3 separate regions of the Gossypium hirsutum genome follow, and regions 2 and 3 are each linked to region 1. A link is a contact called in public Hi-C data. All regions are on one chromosome and are shown on one strand. Each heading gives the region's core, a stretch centred on a gene start, on an enhancer-like site or on the middle of the called end of the contact. The rest is flanking DNA. Distances are from core to core; before and after follow the strand shown.

Evidence for each region. A called contact is a pair of places that touch in the nucleus more often than the background predicts.
Region 2: a Hi-C map of leaf shows a contact between it and region 1, with 1.7 times the contacts expected there. The contact joins the promoter of LOC107904132 here to the promoter of LOC107904126 in region 1. A contact is called at or near these places in 4 of 34 Hi-C or Micro-C datasets (callus and leaf).
Region 3: a Hi-C map of leaf shows a contact between it and region 1, with 3 times the contacts expected there. The contact joins the enhancer-like site here to the promoter of LOC107904126 in region 1. A contact is called at or near these places in 8 of 34 Hi-C or Micro-C datasets (anther, callus, hypocotyl and 1 more).

What each region holds. Positions count from the first base shown.
Region 1 is chrD05:33,694,520-33,698,872 of Gossypium_hirsutum_v2.1, forward strand. LOC107904126 (probable dual-specificity RNA methyltransferase RlmN) reads left to right here and starts at 1,808. Exons shown (of 10, transcript XM_016830399.2): 1 at 1,808-2,157; 2 at 2,252-2,327; 3 at 2,419-2,516; 4 at 3,316-3,417; 5 at 3,589-3,675; 6 at 4,275-4,353. The coding sequence starts at 1,915.
Region 2 is chrD05:33,833,446-33,837,636 of Gossypium_hirsutum_v2.1, forward strand. LOC107904132 (protein YIPF1 homolog) reads right to left here and starts at 2,300. Exons shown (of 7, transcript XM_016830408.2): 1 at 2,039-2,300; 2 at 1,895-1,931; 3 at 1,708-1,797; 4 at 1,203-1,368; 5 at 120-211; 6 at 1-8. The coding sequence starts at 2,095.
Region 3 is chrD05:33,492,954-33,497,132 of Gossypium_hirsutum_v2.1, forward strand. No RefSeq gene overlaps it. Among protein-coding and RNA genes, the nearest start is that of LOC107904120, 15 kb to the left of the region's middle. Within about 2 kb of position 2,253, at least 8 of the 9 cell types and tissues checked have an H3K27ac peak or open chromatin away from gene starts, as enhancers often do. A contact at or near this core is called in hypocotyl and leaf, where this site is marked.

The DNA.
Region 1 (4,353 bases), core at 558-3,057:
GAAGTTTGAACTACATAGGGTAGAATTTTGCCGCTGAAGAGCAAGGCTTTCAACTGCACAAAACGTGATTTTGCTGTTGAAGATCAAAAGTATAGACTTCACGAGGTAGGATTTTGTTATTGAAGAGCAAAAGTTTTCTACTTAGAACGAGAAGCTTATCGTTGAGGAAGAGAAATTTACTATTGATAAGCAAAAGTTCGTTACAATAAGGAGTAAACTATTGATGAGGAAAATTTTATTACTGAGGTAGAAGGATTTTATTGTTGATGATCATAAGTAGGGGTGCATGTTCAATTGAATCGAGTGAAAAATTTTCGATTTAATCGAGTTCACGAGTCATATTTTATCATCCTAATCGATTTAATCGAGTTCACGAGTCATATTTTATCATCCTAACTCAATTTGAAATTTTTTCAAATCGAGTCGACTCGAATCGAACCGAATCAAACCGAGTGAAATTGTTCGAGTTAAATTAAATATGTCAAATAAAAATATTATTACGGTATAACTAATTTCATGTTAGAGCACATAAATTTAAAATCATATATATTTGAATTTTTTTTCAAAGTAAAATAATAATAAAAAATAAGATACTTGAGTGTGATAAAATTGAATCATTAATTAGGTCCCAAAATTATTATTTCAGAAAAAATTTAAAATTTTAACTTTTTATATATATTTTTAGAATTTTTTAATTTTTTTTAAAATATAAAATTTGAAATTTTTATAAATATTTTAAGTTTTAAAATTTATTTTGAATTTTTGGGAATTATTTTGATTTTTTTAGAGAGATGTCTATTTGCTTATTTTCAAAGTTGATGGGGATAAAAAAGGTATTTACACCAATCTGTTATTCGAATTATTCGAATTGTGAAATTCAACTCGATTCGAACTTGAAACTCGAATCGAGTTATTTGAGTTGGCTCGAATAGTTCAAATAACTCGAATAACTTGATTCGATTAACTCAAAATTCGAAAAAAATTTCGAATCAAATTAAGTTTTACTCACCCCTAATGATCAGTTTGTTATTGAGGAGGGATTGACAACTAAAGATGAGAAGTTTGTTGTGGAGGAAAAGAAGTTTATGGCTTAAGAGAAATATGTTGCTAAGAAAGAGATTTTTGTTGCTAAAGAGTAAAAGTATGAAGGATAACTATAATAAATTAAATATTAGTGAGAGATTTATATTCTATCCCTTGTAGCACACTTTCTATTTACAATTTTCAAATCAAAAGATTCATAAATCAACTGATATTATTACATGTAAAAATTTACTTCTTGTACCATTATCGATATTAATATCAATTTTAATTATATTATTTATAACTTCTCCAATCACTTATAAAATGTTATATTTGTACCAAGCATTGGGAACTCCTAGTAATCTAACCCACATTTGGGTATGAAATACTAGCAAAGATCCATTATCTAGAAAGAACTTATTGGCTTTGTCAGTGGAGAATTGAATCCTATTCTTCTTCCTAGGAGTTTCACGATTATCATCTCCAAAGAATGCATCCTTTCAGGAGGATTATCCTCCATTGATTCTCTTACCCCTTAATCTATTCAGATGGGATGGATCTCCAGGGCCACCCACTACAAAGTGCATTTCAGGTCGAGATTAGAATTTTAAATAAAAGTATGGCCAAATGTTTTCCTCGTTTAGCACTTCATTCATTAATATTGGTATTAAAAGTAGAAATTTGGGCCAGAATTTATCCCCTTAAAGCCCATATTTCTTTCGGACCATAAGAAAAACAGAAGGCCCCATATAACTATCTCAAGCCATTGATTTGGAGTAGGGGTAAATTGGTCTTTTCATTAAAGGCTGAGGTTTAAGGTTTTAGCCATTTCATGAGGCTGAGACTGTTGATATTATACAGAGAGGGTTATTGCTCTTCAATTCAAAGACGATGAAAGCCATGTTTGCAACCAAAATTTCCATGCTTCAGCACGTTTGCGTCGTTCCTCTCGCACGTGCCACCCGTCACCGTTCCTTCACCGTCTCCGCTTCCGCCTCCACCACCGGCACGCCGTCGCGCAATCTCACCGTCTCCTCCCCTACCTCATCCTCTCGTGCCCCTCACGTGGACCCTCGCGTCCTCCTCGGCATGTCCGAACATGACCTTCAACAACTCGCCGTCGAGTTCGGCCAGGTAATTACACTACTTAAATTTACATTCATTTATTTGACTTGAAAAATTCTCATAAGTGTTCTTTTTTTCCCTTTTTTTTTTGTTAATTATATAGCAAAGTTACAGAGGGAAGCAACTACACCATTTAATTTACAAGAGAAAGGCAAAAGAAATTCAGGATTTCAGTCACTGTGAGAATCATTTTATATAATTTTTATTTATTTATTTTTGTTTATTAATTTGGTGAAATTTTAGCTCTTTTTAAAAAAAAAATAAAAACAGTGCCTCAAGCATTTAGAAATGATCTTATAGAAGCTGGATGGAAAATAGGAAGGTCTCCAATTTACCACACCGTTACTGCTGCTGATGGCACTGTTAAGGTAATTTTATGCTATTGAATGTTATATTTTGGTTGTTAATTTCTATGTTATTTGGATTTGCGATCTAGTGTATGAGTTCAAAACAGGTACATAAATTCTTAAAAGCTTTTAAATCTATTTGGAGGATGATATCTCTTACTCTTATCCGAATGTGTGGAATATAGGTGTCAAACACATGTACTTTAAGTAAAATAGAAGAGTTCTGAATATGTGTCGAACACAGGTCTCATACACATAGGCTATAGGAGAAAGTGAAGAGATCGGATAATATAGATTAATTTTACTACTTAGTTTTAAATATGGAAGCATAAAGTAAAAACTGCATTTGAGATGAAATCAAATGTCTAAATCTATGTCAAACATAGGTCTTGAGCGCATATGTCTTAGGAAAAAACAAAGAGGTTGGATAATATAAGTTATTTTCACTTAGCTTAAAAACAATAGCATGAAGTAAAAACTGCTATCGGAGATGAAATCAAAATGTTTTTAGAATATATATAAAAGTTAAACTATACTTTTGTGAATGATTATAATGTGTGGATTTTAGTTATTTGCTTATATTCTATCATATCTTTTACATATTCTAGCAACTTTAAAGAAGTAATAAGGATGTAGCGCAAAGTAATGACTAGATAGAGAGGTTCTATTTTGACTAGATTTATCCATATTTAGATTTTATCATGAACTTCTGGGTGCTCGATCTTTTCCCTGGTAAATTAGATAATATTATGCTTTGTGGTTCGTTGTCGGTTTTTATTCTTAATTATGTGTTCTTTTTTTTTTTTTGTTGATCATTCAGTTATTGTTAAAGTTGGAGGATAACAGATTGATCGAAACAGTTGGCATTCCAGTTGAAGATGAAAAGGGTTCGATGCGTCTTACTGCATGCGTATCATCACAGGTGATTTCTTTTCCATTTTTGTGATTTATGTTTTCTGGTTGCCGTTAGGAGTTGGTTGGTGGATGATTTTCTTTGCTTAGTTATGCATTTCTGGTGTTATCCCATGCAATACCTATTGATTGTTTCCTTGTTTCCTTGTTTCCTTGTTTTGTGTTTTATTTCGGTATTCAGGTAGGCTGCCCCTTGCGTTGTTCATTTTGTGCCACTGGAAAGGGAGGGTATTCTAGGAATCTTCAAAGGCATGAAATTATTGAGCAGGTATTTAATCCATTTCTTATTTTATTTTTTCCATGTACGTACATGCTTTCAAACTCTTCTATAAATTAAAGAGGCTAAAATCCGGACCTTAGCTTAGTGATTCATGTAGTCACCTTTTAAGAGGTGGCTAGAAACAGAGAGTGTTCAAGGAATCTTGAAATGCACGAACTTATTAAGCATCATATAATCCATTTCTTCAACTTTTTGCTTTTACGTACATGCTTTTATAACCTTTTTTAGAAAATAAAGAGATCAAAATCCAGAATTTAACTTAGTTGGTTTGTATAGCCGCTTTTGAGAGTTGGCTAAAAGAAAATATATTCAATGAATCTTCAAAGGCAAGAAATTATTGAGCAGACATATGATCTGCTTCTTCAATTTTCTTTTTTCATGTACATACATGCTTTTCAAAGCTCTTTCTAGAATTTAGTTCTGTTGATTTATGCAATCTCTCTTAAGTGGTGATATTTGGTAGGATTGAGATTCAATGCTAGCTAAATTCTAGATTCTGGAAGAATAGAGGCTGTTTGTTCTTTAGAATTTATAACGATGACTTTATGGTTTCAGTAATATGTGGTAAAGACAATTTATGTGAACAGGTATTGGCTATCGAGGATATTTTCAAGCACAGAGTGACAAATGTAGTGTTCATGGGAATGGGGGAGCCCATGTTGAATT
Region 2 (4,191 bases), core at 1,050-3,549, 140 kb after region 1:
ATTTGAACCTAGGTATTGAAGCAGGAATTTAAATGACATTGGCACCACAACTGCATAACCATAGATTCCAACAGCCGCTGCATTTATATAACCAACATCAAAGCTCCAAGAAGTAGTACCATCACTGTGCTTTTGCATAAGGTATGTGGCCCAGTTTCCAAAGGAAGCAAGCATAAAGACCAATGTTGTCGTGATCCAAATAAGTCCATACCTAATATACGAGCAAAAAGAAATCAAGACCAACAAACTAATTTCACAGATAATCATGGACACACTATTTTGCCACTATATAGTTATAGCTGTTACATTGTCAAGATTTCTACATAATCAGATTAATATTTCACCATATCAGAGTAACAAGAAATTTAACTTTCCTGTGGAGAACAACAAAAGGGACCATGTAACCTTTAGAAATCCATAAGAAAAAGATTTACAGCTTTTATCCCAGCATTGTACATTAAACAACACACTGATTAGCTTATAAGGAAAGATCCTTTGATTGTAGGCAAACCATCTATGGTCTCCCTTCCAAACAGCCATGAAGAGTCCCCTCCTATGAGACAAATAAAAGCTACAAATTTCTATGTATTTTGACTTCCATCATCAAATGATTCAATCTATCTCTTTTCTAGTTATTTTACTATTTTCTTTCTTAATGAATACCTTATTTTTATGAATAATAGATACTGATGCAACAGACCATGCAACCAATGGGTGCTTAAACCTATTGTATTACTGTTGCCCTCTACTCCTTTAAGATAATACCACTTGCATTTGTTATCTTTAGCATGCTTCCTTCAATGTTCTCGATGCTTTTCCAAGTTGTTACAATTCATGTCAAAATAGACAACCAAATAGCTAAACTTTCTAACTTGTTAAGTTTGCAGATGAGATTAGTGAGCTGTTCTCAACTTCCAAAAAGATTACTTCTTGCAAATGAAAGATTGCCCATGTCAATGGATGCTTTGATTGCTTACAGTACACTTTTCATTCCAATTTACATAGCCTAGAGTTAATATGCTATTATAACGTCTAAAACCTCCATAAACTTCTCTTCCAACTGATCATTTCCAAAAAAGAATGTCTAATTTTACGATGCAATGATGGCAAAAGAAGTAATGTCTAATTTTACGATGCAATGATGGCAAAAGAAGGTTTTTTTTTTGGGGGGGGGGTGGTGGGTGGGGGTTGAGCATACTCACAGGTCAGGGTTAGCATCAATCTTGCTGAAAAAATCTCCGGTGACAGGATAAAAGGAACTAATCAATCTGTATATGACAACATCTGTATCCACATTAAAATACTGCGTGTATGATGAGATACTAAAAACCCCACTCCAGTTGTTTGGTGGCTGTTGTTCAAATTCTTCTGCATATGATACACAAAGGGATGATTGAGTATTAAGGTTCCTTCAGTAACACTATAATTGAATTACATCTATCACACAGTTTAATAACCAAAATTCTAATATCTCAACTCTAGATGCAATGATTTTGGACATTTTTCTTTCCTGCAGTTATTATCAAGAACACAAATTTCCTCACTAAAACCACTATTTAATACATTAATCATTGTAAATAGAGCAGATTTGCAATTTTATGACCTCAATAGAAAAAAAATCACTTAAAAGAAAATTTGATTAATTTGAACGAAGTTTTCCTTTTAGGGGAAGGAAATAAATTAAAAGAAATAAGAAAAAAAAAATACCGGTAGGAGCTTCAAGAGTTTGATAACCTCGACCCCTACCTCCTCCGCTGCCATTATTTGGAGGGAAAATTTGCATATTCGCTTCAGGAACTGCATAATTACAATAAAAAAAAGTTCATAAATGCTGTAATAAGCCTTTTTTTTCTTTTTTTCTTTTTCAAAACGCTAAATGTAAAAGAAAAAGCACCATCATAAGAGGCCTTCTTTTCTTCATTGGTAACGGCCTGAGATTCGAATGAAAATTGAAATTAAGTCGAATCTTTGAAAAATTAAATTGATAAAAAAAGGAAAATCATTCAAATTAGATGGTAAATAAAAATAAGAAGCTTACGGGAACTGAGCCGAGCAAATGACTGGTACTAAGATTTGAATACGATGATTCCTCCATTGAAAATAAGAGATCGAACTCAGAAATTAACAGAAAATTTGAATTTTTTTAAATTCTCTTTCTTGAAAGAATTGAGGTTTTTTTTTAAAGGAAAAAACAGACAAGGAGGAGGGAACGGTTTGGGAATTCTGGACTGAACAGTGAACAACCGGGGGAGCTCAGAGCTTAACGCACGCGCCTTTCTGGAGCAATGAGTTTCACGGTTAATTTTTTTCGGACTTACCAACGAGGTTCATATGATTTGGGCTTAATAATGGGCCTGCTTAACCAATGAAAATAAATTTAAGTCGAATTGTGTGTTAAATCTATTCAAGTTAAAATAAGGTAAACTACAATGGTCACTTAACTATGTATAAATTTTTATTTTAGTCAATTAATTTTGAAAAGTAACTATTTGATCACTAATGTTTTTTAGATTGTTTTTTTTTCATCCAACAATAAAGCAATTAAGGTGGTATTTTCTTAATTGGTATAATAATAAATTTAATCTTTTAATTTTATTTTTTATTAATTTAGCCTTGAGTCCATATAAATATTATAAAAATAAATATTATTTTTAAAATTTAAAGATTCTTGATACGGTAGAATATTCGAAATAGAAAAATGAAAGGAAGAAATAGCAGATAGAAGACAAGAGAAAATTTCAGAGAAGAGAAATGAAGAAGAAAAACTGTGTATTTCTCATAATTGCCATTCCTCATGCTGATTGGTCAGTATAAAAGCAAATAACGGCTTAGGAATGACAATTTGTCACATCCAGCAATAGTTGTCCAATCCGCAAAGTTTAACTAAATGGTTATATCCTTAAATGAACAGTTTTTGAGGTACCCTTTATATGCACGGTTTAACTAATACCATTACCCAAAACACATTGTTTTGTTCTAATGACAAATAAACAAATGATTAACTGAAAATTAATAGAAATTTAAACATATAACTGTTGCACTAATTATTCCATATCAAATACTCCCCCCACAAACACAATCCTTGTCCTCAAGGATCAAATGCTGGATACTTCTGTTAGAGCTCAGTCAGACTCTCCCAGGTGGAGTCTTCAGGGAAGATATTGGCCCATTCCACAAAAACCTTTGTAGATGCATGATTCCCTCGTTTCACCATTTATCTCTCAAGGACCCTTATTGGTATTTTGTCTAAAGTGCCATGAGCATCTGTAGGAGGTAACGTTGGAGTGCTAGCAGCAGAACCAATGTGCTTTTTGAGTTGAGAAACGTGGAAGGTGGAATGGATGTGGGCATTAGCAGGTAAGGTCAACTTGTATGCTACCTTGCCCCTCCTAGCTTCTATAGAGAAATGGATAAAATATCTTAGGTACAGCTTCTGATTGGCTTTCGTCTTGAGGGAATACTGTCTATAAGGTTGTGATTTGAGGTAAACCAAGTCACTGATATGAAATTCCCTATCAGATTTACATTTGTCAGCTATTTGCTTCATACATTTTTGAGCTCGTTTTAAATGAAATTGCAATAGATCTCAAGCAGCTTCCCTTTGCTGCAACCCTTTCGCTTCATAATGAGTTGTCTGTATGGCCGTATGAAAGGTGGTATTTTACCACCACTCGACTAAGGGTAGCCATTGAACCCACTCACTAGGCTGTTCCCCTAACATGCACCTTAAATAACCTTCCAAACTTCTGTTTAAAACCTCAGTCTGCCCATTGGTCTGAGGGTGATAGGTAGTAGAGAGGTGGAGCTTACTAGGTGCTTGAATAATGATTGCCAAAACGAGTTGATGAAGATATTGTATTTATCCGATACAATACTCTTAGTAACCCCATAGAGCTTGTAAACGTGATCTAAATACTGTTGAGCCACTATGAGGGTAGTGAAGGGATGTGACAAGGTAAAAAAAAATGGCCATACTTGGTGAGTCTGTCAATAACAATGAGAATAGTGTTTTTCCCTTTGGATAGAGGCAACCCTTCGATGAAGTCCATGCTGATAGTCGCCCATGCACGAGTGAGAATAGGTAGAGGTTGTAACAACCCTAGTGAGGCTGTTGTTTCGTGCTTACACCTCTGACAAGCCTCACATTCGATCACCCATTTTTTTACATTAGTTGATATTCTTTTCCAATAC
Region 3 (4,179 bases), core at 1,003-3,502, 200 kb before region 1:
TTCAAACAGTGTATCCTCCAAAAACTCCCATCTGACTCTATTGTATGCTTTTTCCAAATCAATATTCAAAGCCATCCCCATTTTTCTTCTTTTGAAATTTCGTACAAAATGAATAGCTTCCTGCGCAATTACAATGTTATCCGATATGCTTCTACCAGCAACAAAGCTAGCTTGATTTTGCTTAGTAATCTTCACCATCAACGACCTTAATCTATTAACTAGCACCTTCGTAACAACCTTATATAACACTGTACATAAACTTATTGGCTGAATATGCGTAATTCTTTCCGGACCTTAAACTTTTGACAAAGAACCAACAATGTTCTATTTAGCCACGAGTTTAATTGATGACCCTTCAAAACTTGTTGCACCATACAAAAAATTGAACCATCGAGTGTATTCCGTTGTGATTGAAATAATTTTACATGAAATCTATCCACTCCTGGTGTTTTCAACGGGGCCTTTCTAAAGGCTGCCTTACGAATCTCCTCATCACTGATTCCCATTATTAGGCTATCCTTCTTTGATGGAGAAATCTCAAGAAATCTTCCTTTACTAGGAAAGGCTCCATGGACTGAATAATCCACATAATAAAGTTCTTTAAAAAATTCCACCACATGTTGTAGGACCTTCGAATCAAGGCACCAATCATCATTCCCAATTTTAAGTCTTTCCACCTTATTTTTCTTCTGCCTAGCCATAGTACGGCTATGAAAATACTTTGTGTTTCTATCGCCATTCGTAAGCCATTCTGATCTAGATTTTTGATACCATAACAACTCTTCATGCTTCAGGAATTCCTCAACCTCGTACCGTAATTCCAATTTACGATCACAAAATCTAACTGAATACCTAAACTTCAAAATTTCTTTACATTCAAGTTTCGAAATTAGCCTCCTCTTACGAACAAAAATATTCCCAAAAACATGTTTACTACATTTTTAAACCTTTTTTTTTGGAAAAGCTCTAAGTTAGTAATCACATCCATATTATTCTTCCAATTGCTACTTATAAGGCCCTTAAAATCAGCATGGAGCAACCAATTAGCTAAGCAACTGAAAGGTCTATTACCTCTATTTTGCAACGGATTGAGAGAAACAAAAATCGACCAATGATCTGACTTTAGGTGATGGAAATTTTGTATTGAGCAATTTGGTGCAAACGAGTCCCAAATCAAGTTACACACAACCCTATCTATGCCCTGTAATAGATTGCTTCTACTCTAGGTGAATCGAGGCCTACTGAACCCCAAGTCATGAATACCATTATCAAACAGAAAAGGCTGGAAACTACTACATCCACTTCACACGCTCGTTGCCCTACCCACTCATTTTGACGGCTCTAGAATCGAATTAAAGTCTCTTACTATAATCCACAGTTCCCTAATCGATTCAACAAGAGAATTCAAAAAACCCCATTACTTCGCGTTACTAGTTATGGGATAACATACACTACTAAACATAAAAACTTAGAAGGTCCTTGTCTGATACTAACCCTCATATGAATCATCTATGGATGCAAATTCAGAATGTCAATGAGGACACTGTCACTCCAGAGAACCCACATTCCCCAACAAAAACCTTCGCTTCAATTCTGAATGAATTTGGGAACCCAGGTTTGAAAATGATGCCATTCGCCCAAACACCATTGACCTGAGTCTCAAACAAACACATAACATCTAAACAAAATTCTATTTTATACTTAGCCATAAAATTACAAAAATAGAGATGACTAGTTCCTTGACAGAAAAAACAACCAAACAACCAATCCAAGCTTCGACACTAAAATCAACAACTAACCTCGGCATTTCTAATAACATCATCATCCATAACTTCCACCACAAAAAATTTCATCCTCTATTGGGGAACAATTCATGGTTCCTTGTTCAATGCCACGCACAATGCCCTCCATTGTTGCCATTAGCTCCACCATTAGGGTTCCATCACCTTCCAACTCGCGATCTGGCGGTTTCTTCCATTGGATATCACTGTTGAAACTTGTTTGCACATCTGGATTTGGGAACCCCATACTCGATTCTCCAAAGTGAAACACGTGATCTTTTCCCCTTTGAACCTTTAGACTCCCCTTTCTTAACCACCTGAGTTGCACTATGTTTATTTATGTCCAAATTGGACTTAAAAGTAATCAAAACCCTTATCCTTAACATTTGGATCTATCGTGCCTATTTTAGAACCATTATCTAACACATTCCCTCCCTTTATAGCAGTTAACCCAATATTGACATTAACTGGCCTTAATGCATTTGGACCAGATTTGGCCCACTACCAACTATAATTCTTTTTTCTGTTAAGCCTAGCCATCCTTATCTTCCCCAACTTTGTTTCCTTTTGTCAAGATTCTCCAACCTTTGCATTAAAATTCTTTCCTAGATCACGCCTTTTAATTTGACCAGGCTGGTACCCTCCATCCGTGGCCTTGATTACGAGACTAGTAATGCCTAGATCTGCCGCTAGAACTGAAAACTGTGAACCCCCAATCCATTGAAGAAGTAACCATTCCTTATCATTTCCACATGATGTACCTTCCCTCTTTATCGTCGTTCTACAAGCATCCATGGCCCGTAATTTTCCTCTTCCACACGTCGCTAAAGACCCATTTTTTCAACCAGCAGTTCTTCCCCATTAACACTACGCTCTGATGCCTTGTTCTTGCTCCCTAGGCACAAATAAGAGTTATTCCCATAAAGCTCACATTTGAAACATACAAACGACAAAGATTCATACTCAATTCGTTGTATATGATCATTAATCTTGACTTTCGGCACCAATGGTTTCTTTAGATTCATACACACAGCCAATCAAGCAAAGTGTTCCTGCTTTCAGCTATCTGTATATCTATCAAGCTTGACCCTGACCTTATAACTTGGCCAATAGCACGAAGTAAGAAATTTGAGTAATAGCTTTCCGGCAAACCAGGTAGCCTTATCCACACCACTTGGATATCCACTTCATTATTCGATGTCGAAAAATCCAGTGACCAATGACGTATGGTCAAATACTGACCAAAGATCACCCAAGTCCCCCTGACCAAAACCTTATTAAAATATCCTTCATCTTGGAACCAGACTAGGTGGTAGTCATTCTCTAAGTCCATAAACCGTATAGGGTGTCTAAGATTCCACAAAATTATCACCTTATTAAGTAAAGTATTGAAACCAATCTTTTACACAAAAGTTTGACAATAATGGTCCTAGCCATCTTACTCTCAATGAACTTATGAACCCGATCAAAAAAAGGTGATCAATGAAATTCCTTCTACCAACTTTGTGACCACATCTCCATCATGAAGTACAAACTCCTCCATCTTCTCTTGCGAAAAGACATCCAAGGAAGTGCCCATCAACATAGATTCATACGACATTTTATCCACTCCCACATCTTCAATCTTCTGGCGATTCTTATCCACTATCGTATCATCGATGTCTGGCGATGGATCTGTCCTCCTCCTTACCTTCTTTGTTGCCCGACCAACACTGCTATTCGACCTCGTAGGCTCTTCCTTACCACAAAATTCCCTAAAAGCAAAGAGTCACTCATTTTTTTTCACAAACAACATTTTTTTTTAGATTTTATTAAGAAGAAAAGAAAAAAACTTGCATTAGGTTCTAAATGTTCGACGAGCCCAAGGTATTTAGGAATCAAAATAGAAAATGGAGGCTAAAGAGCAGTTGCTGGGTTTAATAGATTTTCTTTCGTACAGAAGAAACAAATGATATTCACCATGCAACTTTGCCTACACAATGATACTCTTTGAAACGCTAGTTGGTTGCCAACAAATTATGACAATATTGATCGCATTTCCAAACCCTAAAGAAGCTTTCTCTCAATAATGCGTCTCCAATGGTGGAGGAGATGGACATGGATTTCGGTGTGGGCATAAGTCCAATACCTCACGTGCCAATAAATTCATTGCCATATATGTTTGTAGAGAAATGTGATTACTTCAAGAGAAATAATGATTAATTTTAAACAAAATTGAAGAGTTAAATAAGAATTTTCTATAATGAAATTTATAGAAAGTTAAATATAATAATTTTTCTTTGGTAAAAATAGCCCAAATACAAGTGTTTTAGAAAAATGAAATTGATTTAGTTATTTATTTTTTATTTAACGTTAGTATGTGGGGAAGAATCTTTCTATTAATTAAAACTCGAAACCT